Linked DNA regions of Mus musculus: region 2 is linked to region 1. Evidence: chromatin contacts called from public HiChIP or PLAC-seq data. All regions are on one chromosome and are shown on one strand. The core of a region is the stretch at or near the end of the contact, and the rest is flanking DNA. Distances in the headings are between cores, read along the strand shown.

Region 1 (7,119 bases), core at 2,522-5,021:
GGGAGGGATCAGATTTCAGCTGGAAGGGAAGGAGCTGACAGGAAGGCGCTGTGCTGAGCCTCCCCCACCCTGCCCATCCCCCCAGTTACTGACAGAGGAACCATTTACAAAAGGCCGATTCTCTGGGGAGTGGAGAGGCAGGAACGCAGCGTCTGTGAGTAATTTCCTGCTCAATATGGCTGCTCTGACTCACACGATTCCCCTGGGGTCACTGCGGGACTGCAGTTGCTTGCTTGTTCTCGCTCTTTCTCTTCTCCCTTTGTGGCTAGAATGAGCTGATTTTTTGGGGGCGTCTTCTCACCCCCAATTTCTTTTCTCCCTCATTTTTTTTCCTTTCTCTTGAGTCGCAGAACCTCCTTCTGAAGGACTTGGGACCTGAGGCCCTGAAGGCCTTGAGGGTGAAGTGGCCTCTCTAGGGACATAACTGAGCTACACAACTTGGGCCTGCCTCTAGCTCTGCAGCCTGCCAGACAGCCCGTTTTGAATGTCCCTTGTTAGTGAGCAAGGCTGGTCCCCCAGGCAGGGTCCTTGCTGAGCCAGCCTGGAGCACCTGCTGTGAGACAAAGCAGGTGGTCATTCACTCAGGGGTCTGTAGGGGACCCTGTTTCATAGTTCCAGCCTGCAAGTGTGCAGAATTGGGGCAAGGAAGTAGAGAGATTGACGGTGGAGTCTTTGCAGGAGTGTTGGGATACATCTCGGAAGCTGAGGGCACTGTAAACTTTGCCAGGCTCACAGAGCCTTTCAGAGTCTTTCTGTGTAGTATGGGGCTGTCCTCTGAGCCCTGTTCCCCAAAATAAATGCTGCCTGTAACCTGGGGAGGGAGTGAGGAGGGCGTGCCAGGCTGCATGGCTAGTAAATACAAATGGACTGGCCTTGCACTCTCACTGGCAGGATGCACTTGGGACATAGGCTTCCCTATTCCTGTGCCCCAGCCGAGGCTCTGATGCCCCGGGACTGCACTGGACTGCAGTAGTGCTCTGCCTTCCTGCAGTCAGAGTTTGAGCACTGATGGACTATCCATGTGCCTGCTCGTCTTGTTGCTGTGGCTTTTTCTGCCCTACTCTTGACCTTGTTAAACAAACTTCCCTCCTGTACTGATCTGGAGCCTCCCTCTATCTCTGTCTCTGTCTCAGAGGACCAGATCCATCAGGGCCTGTCCACAGCCCCTTTCCTGTCCTCCAGGCAGGTCTAGACCACGCACCTACAGTGTGTCTGCATAGGAACACATTCTACTTTCTTAGGGTAGGGATGGTCTCTTCCTGGGTTGCTAAATTTGATAGACATTGGGATGGAGCCTCTGTTTTGTCTGTGTGAAAGAGGTAAGCAGAGGCTGTAGATGAGAGAAGTTCTGTTTTTTCAACAGGCCTTGTAGGTCAAGGCTGTGGTGTGTGTGTGCGTGCATGTGCGTGTCTGTGTGTGTGCACGCCTGCATACTGCCTCTCTAGTTCCTGGACTTCTTTTCCAGATGAAGACTGGCCCCTTTGCGGAACACTCCAACCAGCTGTGGAACATCAGTGCTGTCCCCTCCTGGTCTAAAGTGAACCAGGGCCTCATTCGAATGTATAAGGCAGAGGTGAGTGGGGGCTGGCCATCCTGCCTGCCCCTGATGGCGCTTGGTCCTGAGGGTGAGCTCATGACTTCTGATTCTTCATCACATTGTTTGCTCGGGCTCTGAGGCCAGCTGTCTGAAACTTGGGGACCTCAGAACCTGATGGATGGGCAGAGGCCCAGCTGATTTCTTCATAGCTTAGGGATTAAAACAGCCTAAGCTGCTGGAGAGGTTAGGGGCTCTCTTTGTACCTGTCAAATGGCCTGAGGCCTCTCAATAGCTTTAGTGTTTCCCAAAGTGACTAGGACATCAAGCATGGGAAATGGAGTAGGTGGTCTTTTCTGCTTCCAGCTCACGACTCTGCTGCTGGGAAGGACCTTGGGCTGGGTCCCCCTGCTGTAAGGTGCCTGCTTTCCTAGGGCGTCCCGTACTCTCCACAGAAAGAGGGAGAACATCTTTCTACCTGGCCCCTCCAGTATCTGAAGCTACTTGACTGGCCTTTTTGTGCAGTGCCTCTTGGGCCATGAGACCCAAACATGTCTCCCCCCACCCCAGCCCACCCCACCTCCCACCCCAGCGCTGGTACTCACAACCTCAGTGTTGCCCTGGAGCAGCCCCTCTCTGATTCTTGACCATTATCCCATCTCTTATGAGAGCCCAGAGCTCACCCCATCTATCATCAGAGGAGGGACACCGAGGAAGGGTCAGCTGGCTTTGGTAGTAAAGATGCTTCCCACTGGCCTCGAAGGGGTTAATAGAACATGGTCTGCCAAGCTTGGGCTTGGGCCTGGCCAGCTTTTTCTGTTCTTTCCTGGATCCTCTTTCTCTAGACTTCACATCCTGTGTTTAGGCTTCAGCCCACATCCCTCTCTCATCTGGGGGGCCATTCCAGACCTCTTCCTGCTCTGCAGGCCAGCTCTAGTGCCCCGGCGTTCCCTTGGTCCTGTCTCCTCGGCCTTACTTCTGGTTTCTAGCAGGAAACACAGGGAAGACTGTCCTGCTGCTGGAATGTCAGCATGGAGGTATATGTCACCCCATGTCTCCAAACCTGGATTGATTCAGCCTTCTAAGAGGAAGGCCAGCTACCCTGCCCCCCACCCACCCCTGACCCTGTCCCCCTTTCAGAGGCAGAAGCTCTGCAGGCTGAGGGAGGAGCAGATAAGGTACAAGATGGTGGTGTTACAACACACAGGCCTTGGAAGCCACCACCTAAACCTTAAGTCCTAAATGCTAGGTGTCCCTGCAGTTATTGACTGACAGGATGTGTTGTGTGACTAAAGACTGGACAGGTGCATCTCACTGGGTGTATGCAGTAAGTGGGAGCTGACCCTCCCCTTGCCAGGATGGATTTGTAGGGTAATTCTGCAACTTGTTGACAGGCATGAGCATGAGGCTTTGTAGCACCTAGTTCTTTTTTGTTTTGTTTTTGGAGACAGGGTTTCTCTGTATAACCCTGGCTGTCCTGGAACTCACTTTGTAGACCAGGCTGTCCTCGAACTCAGAAATCTACCTGCTTCTGCCTCCGGAGTGCTGGGATTAAAGGCGTGCGCCACCACCTCTAGGTGGTATACCCAGTTCATACTGGTGCTCTTAAGCTCTAGTCCCTGGGAATAGGGCCCAGGAGAGGCCCAGTGCTCCATCCGCTGGGAAGACCCCTGAGCTGCCAATAGGGGTCTGCTCAGGCCTGGCATTAAGCAGCCTCAGGATATGCAATTAGCTGTCAAGTTCCCTGACCTGATTTTTTGAAGAGAAGTATCAGGGGCTTTCTGGGCCTTGTATGATGGGGCTATTTCTATAAGGAAGGCTATCACCGTATCTGGACTTATTTTCTCCAACTACCCAGCCTGGACTCTGCTGGGCCAGGAGGTGCCACGTTTCTAAAGCCCAGGTTCAGTTGCTGGGCAGAATTGCTGGGAGCAAAGCCCCCTTAGGTGCTTCAGCTGCCCTGGGGCCTTGGACTTCCTCCACCCCACACGCCCCCCCCAGCAGCTTCTTACCAACTTTGCTCCTGCTGGCCCTGTGGGCCCTTCCCCCACTTGCCTTTCTGGCTTTTCTTCTGGGAGAGCCTAAAGCAGGTTGACCTTTGACCCTTTCTGGAATTCAGGGGGGTGGGGGGGCCTTCCAAACTCCCACCGCTTCCTGATGACATAAGCACTGTGGCAGCTGCCTTGCCTCAGGCCTGGACATGCTGCTCCTCCCTCCCCCAGGACAGACTGCACCTCCTTCTTCATGCTTGCTTTGCTGAGGCCTAGCTCTAAGCTAGAGCTCAGTCTCTGTGGTCTACTTGCTCCTCTGTGTGCCCCTCCCACTTCTGAAGCTGCTGTCTGGGGTAAGGGAAGGTGAGCCACCAGGTTCGTCCTTTGACACAGCTAGAGCTAGGCTCTCACCTCAATAGCCTACAGGTCACCTCAATAGCCTACACCCCCGGCTTGTTTAGGAGGAGGCCAGGCCAGCCTCACATTCTGCCTGGAGCTACTGCCTGGGAGACAGAGCAAGCCAGTAACAGGCAAAGCTAGAGCCTGTGGGCCTGGGCTCAGGGAGCCACGAGCCACGAGCTCCATAGAGGCTGCTGCCAAGGTAGGGCAGGAGTGTCAGCCCACTCCTGTTGTCTCACTCTGAAGAGTCAAGATGTCTTTGAGGCCAAAGACTACAGAAAGTAGGCCCTAGCCTCTTCTCAGTTGTGTTCAGATGTCCCTATACTGCTAGGGTCAGGATTCGGGTGGGGGTGGGGGGACCTTTGTCATTTCTTATGGCTCATCCCTTCTGGGTCAAGTGATGTCTCTTAGCTGCCTGTCTTGGCTTCTGCTGAGTATGGGTGCCTTTGAGTGGGAGGTGGGGATGAGGTGAACGAGATCACCTTCCTCCTAGGCCGGGGGCTGCTCTCCAGCACAGGTGGATTCCCGTGGAGGTGGCTGCAGTTGGAAACCTCATGTTTGTCTGGGTTACTGGGGATGCAGGAGGCGAGACAGGCCTCACCTCCCTGGTTTTCCCCTCCTTTCTCAGTGCCTGGAGAAGTTCCCTGTGATCCAGCACTTCAAGTTCGGGAGCCTGCTGCCCATCCATCCCGTCACATCAGGCTAGGAGAGGCTGAACTACCAGAGCCACCCTGGCCAGGTTCCTGTGCTCTCTGTGACCCAGCACCCCTCCCGCCCACCTTCTGTTCTTTCTGTTTGATGAGAGGCTGTTTACTGAGATGGGTGCTAAGCAGGGCCTGAGTTGGGGGAATTGACCACAGTGTGCCCAGTTTTTGACTGTCCTCCGTCTGGTGGCCGAGTAAGAAGAGAGGGGCCTGGACGTGGTCCCCGGCCCTGCCCATCCCTGTGCTCCTGCTTCCTCCCACGGTCAGGCCCATGTGGAGGAGACAAGGACACCCTGCTCTTGTCATTGCTCCCCCTTTCCTCCCCATGATGTAATGGTTCCCTCATTAAGAGCAGGAGTTCCGTGCCTCCAGGGCCGGCTGGTGGGTTCCCCGCTAGCTGTGTTCCACTGGGTATCTGCTATGGAGCTGAAGGGTGAGGCTGTCATCAGCTGTTGGGAGGGCTGGGGTTGGGGGAGGTTGGTTTGTAGGGGCCATGGATGATGAGGCTGGTCTTCTCAAGGTACCATCCTAGGCCCTGGGGGACCTGTGTCCATCCTCATGCTGGCTTTGTTCCCTGGCCCTTGGCTTTGCTAGGTTTCCTGACTGTTAACATAACACTCCCCTTCCTGGGGATAGCCTAGCTATGGAAGCTGCCCTGGGCTCCTGGGAAAGCCCATTGCTTGGGTGAGATCTGACTTTCCAGAGCTGTCAAGCAGGGAGAGGAAGAGACTCCGGGAGGCAGTAGGACTGTTGTGTCTGTGGAGAACCTAGTTTTCTCCAGTCAGTCTCAGGCCTGCTGATTCTGCTGCCTCTGCCTGCTGAGTGTCTGAAGCTTCCCCCGAGGCCTTGGCTTGCTGCTCCGCTCCCTTGGGTCGGTTTGTGGCTCGTGTGGGAGAGCAAAGAAGGTAGCAGCCCCCTCCTCCCACTTCCCTCTGTGAGATGAGGGAAGTGCTGGCCTGGGCCTAGGCATAGACTCAGAATGGGTAGGGCTGCTAAGGGGACCTAGCCACAGTCACCAGTTTTCTCTCAGCGTGTGGCTGAACTGGAACCTGCAGGCTTTCCTGTCCCACTTGGGCCTGCCCTTCTTCACTGCCCATCCTGTGTTTGTGCCCGCTTAGCTTTGTGGAGTGGACACTGAGAAGCACAACTCAGGGGCTTGGCCAGGAATTAACTATGGTCTGGGCAGAGCGGGGATTGAAGTCATCAGAGTCACAGGCAGTTCCCCAGGAAAAGCCCAGTGCCAGCTTCCTTCCAGGGCCAGGCCACTGCCTTCCTGGCTCCCTTCCCTGTCCCTGCGTCCCCAGCCCTGCGCCTTCCTTGCTATTTGGATTAAAGCCTCTGTTTTACACCTGTCCCCTGTGTGAGACATCTTTTCCTGACATGTCTGAGTGACTGTTCCTCAGCAGGTGGTTTTGTTCCTCAGGAGGGTGGTTTGTAGGGGCCATGGATGATGAGGCTGGTCTTCTCAAGGTACCATCCTAGGCCCTGGGGGACCTGTGTCCATCTTCATGCTGGCTTTGTTCCCTGGCCCTTGGCTTTGCTAGGTTTCCTGACTGTTAACATAACACTCCCCTTCCTGGGGATAGCCTAGCTATGAAAGCTGCCCTGGGCTCCTGGGAAAGCCCATTACCAGTTGACTTTCTGGGGATGGGATATGTGACAATGACTAAAGCAGGCAAGAGGGTTCAAATCCCAGCCATCCCCCTGGCTCACTCCTAATGGCAAGTTTGTGGGTAGGTTTCTGAGCTACTCTGGACCCCACCCAGCACCCTCATCTAGAAAATGGGTATAATCACAAGTGGCACTGGTAACCCTGAGTCTAGACCTGGTTCAGAACACATGCTGTGTTGTCACTGTGATGTGTATGTGTCTCCTGAACCTGCTGGGCACAGGTCCTAGGACCTGGCACAGGCTGAACAAGAACCAGATGTCAGCCTTCTACAGCTGCTCTGCACTCCTGCCGGCCCAAAGACGAGGCTCACATTGAACCTTACATCTGCCCTTGTTAGAAGTAGCCCTCTTTGTCCTTAGCCCACCTTCTGGTCTGTTATGCTAGGGCTGAGTACAGCTGGGCAGTGACTCCCTAGACACCAGGCGAGCCTATGAGTGGGAGCCTTTCTGCTGTCCTGGAGACTTTGCACAAAGGCAGGAAGAGGAGCCGCAGCTCGGTCACTTTGCTACATCCTTGGTTGCCCAAAGCCGTGTCTCCAGTGTCCACCACACTTGAATTCAAACCCAAGGCCAGCTGCTTACAATGGAGGAAATCCATGATGGCTGATTTTACCTCTCTGAGCTCCAGTTTCTTTATCTGAAAAACGGGCATCATAATGCACTGTGGTTTATTTAGCATGGTGGATCTCAGCCTTCCAAATGCTGGAATCCTTTCCAAGCATAAAGGATTTTTTTGTTTGTTTGTTTTGTTTTTTGGGTTTTTTTGTTTGGTTTGTTTTTTGTTTTTTTGTTTGTTTGTTTGTTTGTTTGTTTGTTTTTG
Region 2 (7,119 bases), core at 2,528-5,027, 580 kb after region 1:
CAAGATCAGCTACATAGTGGGCTGGAGGCTAGCCTGGGCTATAGACTTCATCTCAAAACAAACAAAAAGTCCACTAAACAAAAAGTCACCTTTAGAACTGGGAATATGCCTCTGTTGATAGAGAATCCATCTATCTGATATGCATGGATTCAGTCCCCACCACTTAATCCAGGACTGGTGGAACCGGCTTGAGTTAGAAACTACAGGAGGAGGCAGAAGGGTCAACCTTGGCCACCTGATGAAACGAGGAGGCCGGTCTAGACTACACGAGTCCCTGTGCCCCACCTCTGTTTACATGTAACAAGTTACTACCTGTGGGGGGCTTCCCAAGGTGAAATTCTGTCTGGAGTTATTTCAGGGGCTTGGTAACTGTGGGAAAATGAGCAAGCTAGAAATGACCCTGATTTGCCTCAACATATACCTGTAGTTTTCTTGAAATAAATACTCAGCTCTTAAGATGCTCTGGTGAACCTATCTAGCAACTCAACTAGTCGGTAGCTATTTACCCAAGCTGAGACACAGAAGAAGTTCCTGGGGCCTGGGAGGTGGGACCAGTTTCCAGCCCTACGGCAGGTTCTTTGAGGAGGAGTCTGGGAAGGACGGTGCCTCTCTGTGGAAGCAGGTGACCATCCATCACTGCAGAGCAGGTGGCTGGCCCTTGGGGACCCATGCAATTTCTAATTGTCTACGGTTCTGTCCACAAAGTTGCATGGACTGCAAGCGCGTACTTTCTGTCCATGTTCTGCTTTAGATCCAAGGCAAAGACAACCATCCTGAGTCTACCTAATTCTGAGCCAGAAATCAGTAGAATTTTAGCATCAGGCTTCCTCTCTCTCCGGGACCAGGAGAATGGAGCAGAGAAAATTGGTATAGATGCACCAGTACCAACCTGGACCCTGAAAATAGAGCAGCTAACCTTGAGGTCCTCACATGGAGAGGTGTGTGTGTGTGTGTGTGTGTGTGTGTGTGTGTGTGTGTGTGTGTGAGGCCGCACAGACTGGTGCTGTCCCTTTCTGGGGCACTGTCCAGCAGGACACTGCAGGACTGGAAATATCCTTCCTGCCTGCCTGGTTCTAAGGACAAAGGCAGTTTGTCCCTAGTTGATGTCACTAAAAACCAACTGGACAGGGACGAGTATGTTCCAGATGGAGTCTAATGGGTACCTTATATGACACCGAGGGGCTACTGGGCGCTGGTTGGTTGTCTTCCCATATTTGGACACCAGAGGGAAGGACTGCAGGGACTAGGGAAATGAGGATTCTTTTTGAGTGATGGGCAGAGTCAGGAGACATCTATCCCTCCAAGCTTAGTCTACCTTTTAATTTTTTTGCAGAAACAGGGTTCTGCTATGTAGCCCAGGCTGGCCTGGAACTCCTGAAAACCCAGGTTACAGCTGCCACATTCACTGCCCAGCCACCACCTACTTTCTCAGAACACAGTGCTCATGTTTGATAGCAGCAATTTGAGAGTCCTTTCTTTTGATTCTCTGATTTGGGAGCCACAAAGACTCTGCTGCCTCCATCCCCTGAGCCATTCTACTGCCCAGCAGCAGCAGTTAAGAGTGTGACTTGGGGTCTCACAAAGCTGATACTGGAGGGGAAGAGGGGAGATGAGGGATTTCCCAGCCCCTTAGGCTTCCTCCATAGTCACTTAGGGATGCTACTTCAGTTCTGCTTTCTTCCACTAGGGGTCGACATTCTCTCACCAAGGCGCCTGGGGCCTGGGTGTGGCCAGGGCAAGGGGGCGCTGAGGGTGCCTGGGCCAGTTGGTATTTCCAGAATATTTGGAGCTGGTATTTGGAGAAACCCAGCCCAAGAGCATGTGACTGTTCTGATCTTGTGAATTAAGAACGTCTCTGCAACCCCAGTACCAGGATAGCAATTACAGCCCACTCCCTGGTTTGGAGCCATGTCACCTGCTTTGTTAAGAGTGTCAGAGCCAAAGAGATACCTGGTTCAGATCTAAAGTCCTTTCTGAAGGAACAACCAAGTCTTCAAAGAACATTCTGGAAATGGCTTTCCAAAATTAATCTTTTGCTAGCAACAGTCACCTGGTACTCTCCAGCACATTGTCCCTATGATGAATGGTAATTTATTAGCCCAGACCAGCCTTGAACTGGCCCTGGCCCTCCTGTGTCTACCTCCTGAGTATTACAGTCTTTCAAAGCCAGCTGTGGGACCTTGCTCTCCAACAGGCAAGCCAGTGGGTATCAGGCATGTGCCACCCACCCGCTTTAAGACAGGGTCTGACTATGTAGTCCTAGCTGGCCTGAAACTCACCATGTAGTCACGCTGGCCTGGAATTCACAGAGATCCTCCTGTCTCTGCCTTCTGAGTGCTGAAATTGAGGGTGTGTGCCAACACTCCAGGCCTGCATGTGGTCCTTTAGACTCAAAGAGTGCTGACCTGGTTTACAGATCTAGCCTAGTCATCGGGAAGAGGGGCATAAGTGGACCGTGACCATGTCCTCCTTGCTTAAACTCCCCCCACACACATTGGCATCCCTGAGGGCAGAGGCCAACCAGCTGGAGGAGGAGGGGCAAAAAAGGAAATGCTCACTTGCCAAGGAGTCACCCCCATCAGAACTACTTCCCCCACATGCCTGCCATTCCTGGACACAATGTGTCACTGTGATAGGACGTGGAAGTGACATTTATAGATGAGGAGGTCCCTAGCCTTTCCCTGGGTACAGTGACTCCTCTTGAGTTTACATAGTGATAGAGAAGACCAGAGGCCAGCCATCAGCCTTGGGAGCTTCTGTGACTAGAATCCTTCCCTCCCTGAGTGTGTATGTGTGTGTGTGCAATTTTTTATGGGTGTGTTTCATCAACTTACACATATAGGAGACCAGATCACTATCATTGGGTATTGCTCTCTGTCACTTTCTTAAGTTGTTTGAGGCAGGTCACACTGTGTAACCTTGGGTGTCCTGGCTGTCCTTGAACTCACAGAACTCTACCTGCTTCTGCCACCCCCTAGTGTTGAGGGTTCAGGCAGGCGCCTGCTGTGCTCAGCTTTTTACCCACTAAGCCATCTCCCCAGGCCCAGCGTCATTTCTTCATACAACAGAGAACCAGGTACACTAGAAGTTATACTTTATTTAACATTGAAAGGACTAACATTTAATTACATGGGTAAGAGTGCTCTCTACTGAAAGCACTTTGTTTGGTTTTAATTCCACCTCCAGAGTCACAGGCAAGACCAAGACCTGACAGCTCTGAGGGCCTTCCCAACAGTGCCCTGCCCTCAAGGCTTAGAATTAGCACGCACACACACACACACACACACACACACACACGCACACACACACACACACACATACAGAGGCACACACACACATACACGAACTTGCACACGCATGATTTAAAAGGTGCTTGATGTCAGGTTAAAAGAGAAGTTGGGGCCAGTATTAGAGACATTTTGGATGTTATACAGACACAAAATCAAAAGGAATCACAAAACGGCAATTTCTGGGAAAAATACTGGCAGGAACGGAACTTTTTTTTTTTAACTTCATGTGGACATTCTACGTTCACTACAGATGCCACCAGAAGGCATTAATGGCCTCCCTGTGTGTTGTTTGGGCTGGGGCCCTGGATAAGCATGCTCAGCCTAGAGGGAGGGGCCATTGCAGCTTCACGTCCTGCATAGAAAAAAAAAAAGCGGTAAATGTCACGTTCCTTTTATTTCCATCTCTAAGTCATCTGCAGGGCAGGTTCTTTTACAGTGAGTCATTCTTGTCTCAGCACACTAGCAGCTAGGGGTGACAGGCAGTGGGTCCTGGGGACAGGGAGTGTAGAGCTTCTGGGGAAATCCTGCATTCCCTTCCCCCCAGAGCCAGTACAGTTCCACAGGATGTCCACGGCAGACCGACTTTCTCAGAGAACGGCCTGAAGACGCTCATCCACCATCCTTTCTGGATGTAAGGTAGTACAGGAAATTAAAAAAGAAGTGAGGGGACACAGGGACAGGCGCAGGCTTTAAAGGTCATCTGAAGAAGACTGGCAGCCTCTCCATTTTACCTTTGTGGCAAGTCTTTCCTTGTCCTTCATGCATTAATGAGATCTGTGAACAGACCCATAAAAAACACTCTGGAGGGGGCTGTGGTCAGCCCAACTTGCTGAAAGTCAGAGGTTCTGGAGTTAGATGCCTGGTAACCTGCTGGAGCGAAACTGCCTGGGCCACAGGTCAGACTAACTGTGTCAGCGCTGAGACCCTGACTCTTAGGTACCAGACTTCCATACTGTCCCCTAGGTCTTCCTCATGTGAGTCCTGAACAGCCTCACAGGGGTCCCAGAGGGCAGAGGGCAGTGTGCCGGGCTTGGCCTTACGGGGAGGAGGCGGGGCCAAGAAAGCCTGAAGCTAATCCTTGCTTGCTCTTGAAACCCAAAGCCAGGCCCACCTTGTCAGCTGCTCCCCCACCTTGGTACCCTCCCCTCTGCTCTGAGGTGGTACCTCACAAAATGTCTGTAATACTGGCCCCAATGCATGGATGTCAGCACTTCCACAAACCGTGGACAAAGCACAGGCCCAACCCTGAGGACCTGCCCTCTCTGTCCCTGTCTCTGGTTTTGTAAGACTTCCCTGTCTTTCATCCTCTGACTTGATGCTAAGCTACCAACTGCCCAGAGGGAGACGCCAACCTCCTCAAGCTCATACTTGTGGGGCACCCTTCACAGGGGCTTGTGGCCAAAGCCTTGAGTACTTCTGTACCAGGAAAGGAGAGAGTGGCTCAAAGGTGCGAAGGACCACCTCGGTACTCCCCCAAGCTCCACCACTCTAGGAGGGCAACAGCTTCAAAAGCGAGCTCCATCCATTCTCTGGGGCTTCTGGAGAACAGGATCCGATGAAGAAGCAGTGGCCAGAGCCATTGGAGGGACTACAAGAGGCACAAGGTCTTTGGTGGGAACAGAGGAGAGTCCTCAAATGCTACTTATGGGACTCCGCAGGCCCGCCTTACAGTAACTAGTGTGGCTGTGAGGCCCTCCATCACAGGGTACCACAAACAGGTAGGCAGCGCTCATAGAAGGTAGACACAGACAAGACAGCGGGGCTGGCCCACAAGCTGGATTTGGGACTCCAATATGAATTAGGGCCATGTAGATGGTTTATAACAAGAGTGGGGGTGAATGGGGGCTGGGTGCCCCAGTCCTACTCTAGATCCCCTGGAATGGAGTGTGGAAGGTAACAGTGCTGGATGACAGGGAAGGCCTGAGGCAGCAGCCTCTGGACATGAAGGACACATCTGACGATGAGTCCCAAGAGACGCATGGATGACAGCTGGGTGCTCAGTCCACCTGATGCACAACTGGCCCTCCTTGTCAGAATTTTGTTAGTCACCAGGAAACCAGGGGTGACAGTTGACAAAGGCACAGTGTGAGATGTGCAAGGAGTGGCCAGGCGATGAGCAGGTGGACTGGGAGCCCGGAAGGAGCAGGGACACAGGGCACATGCCCAGCTGTCTTGGTGGCCTGGGTGGGAAGGGAGCAGAGTAAAGTGGACAGCCCCCGTGGGGGGCTGCAGGAGAGAAACACCCGTGCCGTACACAGGCAGAGGGACTGGCGGAGCCACAGGAACATGCTGTGAAGGAGAAGGGGAGGCAGGATATGGGGACCCAGCCTGCAGGTGGGCTGGAGGCTGCCCAGCCAGCCTGAGTGGTGCTGGAGGCCTGTGGGGACAAGCGGGCTGGACGATGATGGCTCCCTCCCGGGAGGCTCTCGGGGGACTCTGGCCATGTGCACCACGCCTTTAGGAACCTGCGGCACAAAAAGAAAGAAGAGAAAACCCTGAGTTAGGAAAAGCAGCAGGTGAGAGAGAGGCAGGCGGTTTGCCGCTGGCAAACTGCTTGCCTTGTGGAGAAGGGAGGGGCTTAAGTAATTGGTTACCACAGTGGCTCTGCCATGGGGAGCTTTCGAGGCTACGTCTTCTGTTTGGAGACAGGCTCTCAGGTAGTCTAGGGTGACCTCAAATTCTCTATATGGCTGAAGATGAACTTAACCCAGGATCCGCATGTCTCTGCCTCCCATCCTCTGGCACAACAGCCCTGGCCTTTTAGTTCCCATGTTTAGCTGGCCCCATTTCTGGACCAAAAAAGATTAATAAGGTTTCCCACTTGCTCATCTTCTTCACAAACTGAATCTTTTTTTTTTTTTTTGGTTCAGGATGGTGTGAGGAAGTTAAAGGGCAAATTCTCTCTCCCGTTGTGACCACAGGTCTCTGTAGTAAGGTGAACCTTTGATGAGAGGGGAATCTAAGGCTGCCCAGGGCCTCACTAAATGCGAAAGCTCTCCATCGCCAGAGGGAGACAAGATGCAAGAAAAGCAGATGCTCCAAGCCCTCAGGACAGGAGGGGTAAGAAAGAGAGGCACAATTATTTGCAAGGGGGAAAAGTATTTGGCTTGAAAAGTCCTCAGTACTAGAGATGAAAGTGTTATTACAGAGAATAATGTTCTCAAAAAAGAGAAAAATCACTTAAAATACACAGCACTGAGAAAAATAATAATATTTATTAGAGAGGCAGATACGAGGGCACAACTGGAAGGCGACAGATAAGAATATTCTTTTCTCTTAGGATAAGAATAGAAAGATGCAATCATGATGGCTATATTCAAACGACTTACTCAGAGCCCAGGGGTTTACAATAAAGTCAAGTGCGCAGCAGCCAGCCGGGGACCTAGCTACAGTGCAAGAGTCCAGGGGCCTCCCCAGCAGTTATAAAAACAAAAAGGTGGTTAGGCAGAAGAATAACAAATAAAACAATACTACGTAAGGCATCCTTCTAGGTTCCAAAGTGCAATATATACAAATATATCCTGCTGTGCAGGATCACAGACATGGTCAAACAGGAAGTGATGTCAAAAGCCACCGTAAGGCAAAGGGTTGGAGGAGTCTAAGGAGTTTGGCAATGGTTAGGCACATCATTGATACCAGAGAGAGAGAGAGAGAGAGAGAGAAAGTGCCTTTGCGTTATTTTTTAAAAATCTGAGAAGTGCTTTGAGTTTCTGGGAGTTGGGGAAGAGCAGCTGGGCCCACTGGTGTTGGAGGCAGGAGGGCAGGGTGTGGAAGAGGCTAAGTGGGGGCGGCTCCTGCATGGCTGCTAACCTCAGATATGGTCCTCAGC

The links. HiChIP or PLAC-seq counts read pairs in DNA pulled down with a chosen protein or histone mark.
Region 2: a FOXA1 HiChIP or PLAC-seq map of pancreatic cancer cells shows a contact between it and region 1. The contact joins two enhancer-like sites.

Annotation. Positions count from the first base shown.
Region 1 is chr2:30,441,825-30,448,943 of GRCm38.p6, forward strand. Ptpa (protein phosphatase 2 protein activator) reads left to right here. Exons shown (of 10, transcript NM_138748.5): 9 at 1,466-1,573; 10 at 4,553-5,983. The coding sequence ends at 4,630. Among named protein-coding and RNA genes, the nearest start is that of Ier5l, 29 kb to the right of the region's middle. Within about 2 kb of position 3,772, at least 133 of the 459 cell types and tissues checked have an H3K27ac peak or open chromatin away from gene starts, as enhancers often do. A contact at or near this core is called in pancreatic cancer cells, where this site is marked.
Region 2 is chr2:31,023,129-31,030,247 of GRCm38.p6, forward strand. Fnbp1 (formin binding protein 1) reads right to left here. Exons shown (of 17, transcript NM_001177648.1): 17 at 3,078-5,755. The coding sequence ends at 5,748. Among named protein-coding and RNA genes, the nearest start is that of Gm39786, 30 kb to the left of the region's middle. Within about 2 kb of position 3,778, at least 57 of the 459 cell types and tissues checked have an H3K27ac peak or open chromatin away from gene starts, as enhancers often do. A contact at or near this core is called in pancreatic cancer cells, where this site is marked.